Regions from separate parts of the Mustela erminea genome. Here region 1 is linked to region 2. The links are chromatin contacts, called in public Hi-C maps. All regions are on one chromosome and are shown on one strand. Each heading gives the region's core, a stretch centred on a gene start, on an enhancer-like site or on the middle of the called end of the contact. The rest is flanking DNA. Distances are from core to core; before and after follow the strand shown.

Evidence for each region. A called contact is a pair of places that touch in the nucleus more often than the background predicts.
Region 1: a Hi-C map of spleen shows a contact between it and region 2, with 3 times the contacts expected there. The contact joins the promoter of POC1A here to the promoter of RPL29 in region 2. A contact is called at or near these places in 3 of 3 Hi-C or Micro-C datasets (fibroblasts, skeletal muscle and spleen).

The regions. Positions count from the first base shown.
Region 1 is chr1:21,470,471-21,474,097 of mMusErm1.Pri, forward strand. It overlaps POC1A (POC1 centriolar protein homolog A), which reads right to left and starts at 2,237. Exons shown (of 10, transcript XM_032321382.1): 1 at 1,873-2,237. The coding sequence starts at 1,890.
Region 2 is chr1:21,333,912-21,337,407 of mMusErm1.Pri, forward strand. It overlaps RPL29 (60S ribosomal protein L29), which reads right to left and starts at 2,025. Exons shown (of 4, transcript XM_032321348.1): 1 at 1,917-2,025; 2 at 1,461-1,505; 3 at 1,100-1,164; 4 at 1-133. The coding sequence starts at 1,497.

The DNA.
Region 1 (3,627 bases), core at 987-3,486, 140 kb after region 2:
TGAGTCTGCTACTCCCCATCCTCTGCCTGCCTCTCCCCCTCTCAAATGAATAAAGAAAATCTTTTAAAAATAATAAAATAAAATAATAAAAATCTGGGCCACCTGGGTGGCTCAGTGGTTGAGCGTCTGCCTTTGGCTCAGGTCATGATCCCAAGGTCCTAGGATCAAGCCCCATGTTGGGCTCCCTGCTCGGCGGGAAGCCTGCTTCTCCCTCTCCCACTCCCCCTGCTTGTGTTCCCTCTCTCACTGTCTCTGTCATATAAATAAATACAATCTTTAAAAAAAAAAAAGGTGAATTTTAAGACATGTGAGTATTTCAACAAAGCAATGTTTCTAAGAGAATGAAGAAGAAATGGGGGCCTTTCAGCAACTCCCATTTCAGGAATCAGATTCTGCACTTTCAATCTCACTGGCAGCCAGTGTTGGCCAATGAATCCAAAGGTCAGCCTGGACAGGCCCCAAGGGGCAGTGCCACCATTCTACTGAGGTCAAGGAAGCAGCTGTTCAGGACACAGCTTAGGAAGACATGGAGAAAATATTCTAGAGACTCTTACCACCCAACAGCAGCTTCTCTTAGTACTTGAAGAGTTACAGTCCTGCCATGCAAACATCTCCCCTTCCCTAAATATCAGAAGCATTCTGGGCACACCATGGAGCCCAGCAAAACCTCTTCTTGGTAAAAAAAAAAAAAAAGAAAATGTCCTTGGGAACAGAGTAAGACTGATGCCACCTCACAGAGCTGTAACCAGAACAAAGGCCCTCAGGGCCCTGTGCCCAGCTCCACCCCCAACACACCTGCCCCAGTCCCCCTTTCAACAAGAAAGGGAGTGGCAGCTGGGAGAGGGCCCCCAACAGAGCAGCAACTGCTACATCTGAACCTCTTGGGAGAACAAGAATAAGATAATGTCCACCTCTAGGCAAGTTCAGTTCTACCTCTGACCAGGGGGCTCCTGAGACCGCCCAACACCCTTCCCAACTCCTCATCCCACCAGGCTCTATGGTTCCTCATCTCCCCAAAGGTGGTTTATATATGGAAAGAAGTGGGAGGGATTTGTGGAAAGGGCTAGAATAGGGATCAAAAAGCCTGGATCCTGGGCGCCTGGGTGGCTTAGTGGGTTAAGCCGCTGCCTTCGGCTCAGATCATGATCCCAGAGTCCTGGGATCGAGTCCCGCATGGGGCTCTCTGCTCAGCAGGGAGCCTGCTTCCCCCACCCCACCCCCGCCTGCCTCTCTGCCTGTTTGTGATTTCTCTCTGTCAAATAAATAAATAAAATCTTAAAAAAAAAAAAAAAAAAAAGCCTGGATCCTAAGTCTAGGCGTTCCGCTCTACAGAGCACCATCTGATCTTCCTGACTCTCAACCCAGCCAAAAGACCAGACATGTTTACACAATCTCTCAAAAAGAGGGGTCTGGGAGTGCCTCCCTCTGGAGGAACCTGGGACTCAGGGCGCCCAGCCCAGAACACAATGCACACCTGAGCTGTCCGGTCCGAGCAAGTGTTCGCTCAAAAAAGCCCCGACCAGCCACCCACTGCTCAGGATGATGAGACTCAGGCCAGTGAGGCCCGGAGCTGGCCTCCGGCCCGACCTCCAGTCGAAACGTACTAGTACTAGCGTCTCCTCAGCTAGGATGCGAATCCAGGGAGCAGGGACTTGGTGGTCCGCCGCGGCAGTCCGCAAAGGGTCTGGCGCGCAGGAGGTGCTCACTACGTGTCCCGACCCAGCGACCCCTGCACAGACCGTCAAGCGGCTGGAGAAGACTGGCTTGGAACCCGGCGTCCCACTCGCCCCCTCGCAGCCATCGCTCGGGCCAGGCGCCTACAGTCCCAATGGGGAGACTAAGGCCGGGCAAACACCGCCGGCGAGAACTTACAGGGCAAGGTGCAGCCATGGCAGGTCGGGGGCGCCCAAGGCGCTGGAGAAAGCTGCGTCGGCCGTTGCGGCCCGTTCAGTTTCCGCGCCCCCAACCGCCGCCAATAGCAACGCGGGTCGCGTCGCCACGCCCCGCCCACGGCGATTAAAGGAGACGCAGCGCGTCGGCTTTTTGACCCCAGGCCGGAAGCAGAGCTGTGTGGCGGATTCCACGGCCTCCGCGCACAGCTCCGCCAGGCCAGCAGCCCACGGACGTAGCGGCCAAAGATCTCCGTCCACTGTCACTAATCCCCTGAGAAATGATAAAACGCAGGATGAGGTGTTCACACCGCCCACCCCTAGCTCGGTTTACGAGGCCACGAGCACAGCCTTCTGGGAAATGCAGTTTCAAGACAGCCACCACCTAGGGTATGTAGGAAAGTGGAACTACTTTTCCCAAGATACCTTGAGAGCCGGGCGGGCTTAACCACGCGTTGGAAAAGCCTCAAGGATCCCGGAAGTGGAGGACACGTGCGTCATTCTTTGGGCGTTCTCTTAAAGGGCCCTTGAAACTAGGTAGTCGCCCAATGCCTTAAGGGCCAATTAGTCACCCCTCGGAGATAGTTTAAATGGTCCGCTCCTCCGAACTTAAAACAAGTGTCGATCTGAAAGAACACCGGTCACTTGGAATGACATCCGTGGGATTCTCCATGGATGGAGAAACCTAGGTTCTATTCTGTTATTGTCCTGCCTCCTTGTGTGACCTGTGACCTTGAGGGGAAATACCTCTGCCTAGGCCTCAGTTTACCCATTTGTAATACAGAGAAGTGTGAGGCAGCCTGGGCCTCTCCAGAACCCTCGGCCCTGAGAAGTGGTTATAAATGACATGTTTAAAAGAAAAGGAGACATTTCCAGATATGTCTCCTGAGGCAAGGGAGCCAAAAGCAAAATTAAACTATTGGGACTACATCCAGTTAAAGAGCTTCTACACAGCAAAGAAAGTAATTAAAGAAGGCAGAAGACAACCTACTGAATGGGAAAAGATATTTGCAAATGACTATCTGCTAAGGGGTTAGTGTCCAAAATATATAAGGAGCTTATACAACTCAACACCAAAAATGCAAATAATCCAATTAAAAATGGGCAGAAGACATGGACATTTCTGGGATGCCTGGGTGGCTCAGCTGGTTAGGCATCTGCCTTCAGCTCCTGATGATTCTGGGGTCCTGGGATTGAGTCTGCATCTGGCTCTTTACTCAGCAGGGAGCCTGCTTCTCCCTCTGCCTGACGCTCCCCATGCTTGTGCGCGAGGTCTCTCTCTCTGATGGAAAAAAAAAAAAAAAAAAGACATGGACATTTCTCCAGAGAAGACATCCAGATGGCCAACAGACCCGTGAAAAGATGCTCAACAGGGGCGCCTGGGTGGCTCAGTTGGTTAAGCAGTTACCTTAAGCTCAGGTCATGATCCCAGCATCCTGGGATCGAGTCCCTCATTGGGTTCTTTGCTCAGCAGGGAGCCTGCTTCTCCCTCTGCCTCTGCCTGCCATTCTGTCTGCTTGTGCTCGCTCTCTCTCCCTCTCTCTCTCTGACAAATAAATAAAATCTTTAAAAAAAAGAAAAGAAAAGATGCTCAACATCATTCATCATCAGGGAAATGCAAATTAAAGCCACGATGAGATACCACCTCAGAGCTGTTAGAATGGCTAAAATAAAAAACACAAGAAACAACAAGTGCTCGCAAGGATGCAGAGAAAAAAGAACCCTCATGCCCTGTGGG
Region 2 (3,496 bases), core at 775-3,274:
TGGGCTTGACGAGGGCCTTGATAGCCTCGGCACGTGCACTCATGGCCTTGGCGTTGTTGGCCTGCATCTTCTTCAGACCCTTCTTGTTGTGCTTCTTGGCAAAGCGCATGTTCCTCAGGAACTTGGGGTCTACCTGGAAGGCAAGGCAAGGTAAAGGCTCTAAGTGCATGTGGGGCCTCAAGGCACTGCCGGTGGCCCTCTCCACACCTGTACCCAGGAGACTACGGGGCTCCAGCCAAGCCCTACTGGGGGCATAGACAGCATTACGTCAAACTTAAATGCTGAGATCTACATCCCTTACAAACTACCTGTAGAGACACATGCACTAAACACCCAAGGCCAACACTCCACTCTGCTAATGCCACACACAGACCGTATTTTCAGGGCTACAAGCCCAGAGCCCAGTGAAGCTCAAATGCAAGCGCAGAGGGAAAGAACAAACACACGAAGGCTGCTGCCTCTGCCAGGCCTGCAGGGCGGAGGCTTTCCTGACACCCCTCAGGGTCACCCCCACCTCTTTAAAAGGAAGGAGTCAGTTAAGCATCAAGCCTGATCTAACAGATATATAGCAAATGAGACTGAAAAAGAGACCAAGACGGGGAAACCGAGGTCCAGAGATTTAATGGTTCATTCCACAGACCAGAGACCAAGGGGACAGGGGAGAGATAGGACCCCGTTCCGTTTAGACCCTCCAGCCTCAGCCTTCCCAATCCTTAGAACTCCTCGGCACAGCCCCCAAGCCCAGCACTGACTGGGTCCGATCAAGGCCGCAGGCTGGTAGAATGCAAGGCTCTAAGAGTTACACAGCACTTCCCTTGAAGTGCTCTGGATAAGCAAGGAAGACAGTCCAACTACCCTCAGGAGGCAGGTGACACCCGACTGGGCAGCTACCACCTGGGCTGGGAAAAGTCAAGGAAAGGTTTGTTAGTTTTGGCAGAACATGAAGTGCAGGCAAAAGCTGGCTGGAGAGAGAACCTGTGGGCTTTGGTAGTCCGGGGAAGACGAGGGACAGCTACTAATGTTGCTGCTCAGCTGGAAACAGATACAGGAGAGGCTGTGGCTGTGCAACCGGGGCCAAGCGGACACCCCTCTCACTCACCCCCTTAAGAGATTCGTATCTTTGCGACCGGGGTTTCTTGATGCCGTTTCTGTGCCATTTTCGTGCTGTGAGGGGAAGCGAAGGAATTAGACCAAACAAGATTTGCTCCAGTGAGACCAGACAACATCACAGCCGGCCAGCCTGGGGAAACCATCACTTCCCAGAGCAGGTCTCCTCGAAGTCTGCACCAGCTCTTATCCCCACTGCAAAGCCCTGGGGGCATCTCAAGAGGACCCCTGGCTTCTTCAACTGTAACCCATCCTGGCGAAAACAAAACCCACAGCGTCCCCCTGCCCTGCCCCACCACCACTCATCCTTGCCAGGGTCTGAAGGGACACCGAGGCCGGGCGGAGGAACTTACACTGGTTGTGCGTGGTGTGGTTCTTGGACTTGGCCATGTCTGCACCTGGGGGAGGAGAGTGGAGATCAGGGCTGGGGGGGTTCGCAGGGCTGGCTGGGCGCTGACCTGGAAGGACGTGAGGCCAGAAGCCAGGGCGCAGGTGCAGCACAGAGGCCTTGAATCTGCTGCCGCTTCCCACCGGCGTCCACTTACTCAGCACGACCCGACACGGTCCCGGCTTCCAGAGCTCGGCTAAGACGGCCCTGAAACCAACCCTCCCTCACCACACTGCGTTCTACCCCAAATCCGAGTTCTCCCTCTCCCATCCACTCCTCGAGAATCCACAAGGTCCACCCGCGCCCCACGCCCTCCGCTCCCCACAGTCATGCATCCGGCCTTCCTGTCCTTTCCGGTTTTGCGTCCGGCCGCCGGCTGGGAGCCGCGGATGGCTCCAGATACCGCGCGGCCAAGACTCACCGAAGCCCGCGGCTCCCGAAGCGCCTCGGGCCGGAAGAGAAAGGGAGAGAGGAAGGCCGCGGTGCAGCACGGGAATAGGGTCGTCGAGGCCGGAAGGTACTTCTGGAAAAGCTTCCCCCGGCGCTTGGAAGAAAAGTTCCGAAGCCCGGGACGGTACAAGCCGACGCAAAGGCGGTGCTACGAGCCTGGCTGTGCGCTCTTCAGGTTTTACCTACATTCATTCCTCCTGGACCAAGCTCCTGGGACCCAGTTCTCGTGAAAGGTCCCGGAGGCGAAGGGAGTCCTTGAGGGATGCGTGCTAGGCAAAGAGTGACAGACTTGTGTTCTCCCAGCCCAGGCTGCTGAGCGGAGGATGGACTGTAGGGGGCAGAGGTGAGGCAGGGGAGCTGTGACGAGGCTGGTGTCCCGCTCCACGGAGAATGAGGGAACCTGGAACCCCGCCGGGGCAGCGGGTGTGGAGGAGAGTGGATACGTATCCGGGACTTGGGGTGCAGACGATCAGGGAGAGGATGGAGGCCAGAGTGGCCCTTAAGTTTTGGGGCTTGGACATCTGGGTGAATGCTGGTACTGTTCACAGAAATGGGGAAGGTTGGGAGAACAGGGCTTTTATTGCTTTGTTTCGAGGAGGCCAGTGATCCAGATGTTTCCGTTTAGATGCATTAAATCTGAGATGCCTGTTGGACATCGAAAATGAGTTAGGCTTTGCCTCCTGACAACTCTTCTCTCTTCCCCCCACAGTTCAGTCTCCACACAGCAGTGGGGGCTGAGGGCGTTGTTAAAGACACAAAGCAGATCTTGTCATTGAAAGTCTTCAAAGGCCTCTCCTTGCTTTGGAAATAAACTCTTTACCTCCCTAAAGCCTGGCAACCCTCTCCTGATCATTCCCGTCTCTCCATCCAAACCCATGGGCTTTTTTTATTTCCTGCCAAACATGAATGCTTGTTCCTTTTTTTCTTTTTTTTAAGATTTTATTTATTTGTTTGGGAGAGAGAGATCATGAGCAGCGGGGAAGGAGTAGTGCAGGGAGCCTAATGCAGTGCGATGCTGGGGCTCCATCCCATGTCTCTGAGATCATGACCTGAGCCGGAGGCAGACGTTTAACTGACTGAGCTACCCAGGCGCCCATGAATCCTTGTTCTGACTTCAGGACCTTTACACTTGCTATTCCTCCCCCTGGACTACCTTCTCACTGCTCTTTGGATGCCTGCTTTCTTGGAGAGGCCTTTAGATAGGGCATCTAAAATAAATACACCCAGGGGCACCTAGGTGGCTCAGAGGGTTAAGTCTCCTCCTTTAGCTCAGGTCCTGGTCTCAGGGTCCTGAGATTGAGCCCAGAATCGCATCGGGCTCTCTGCTCAGCAGGGAGCCTGCTTCCCCCTCTCTCTCTTTCTGCCTCTCTGCCTACTTGTGATTTCTCTCTCTCTGCCAAATAAATAAATAAAACCTTTAAAAAAAGTCTCTTATAATAAAAAATAATGATAAAATAAAATAGATACACTCCACTCCATCTCCCCAGGTGTTTTTTGTGCTCTCATTATCTTTGCTTCCTTCACAGAATTTTCCAGACGCTAATCCTGTTC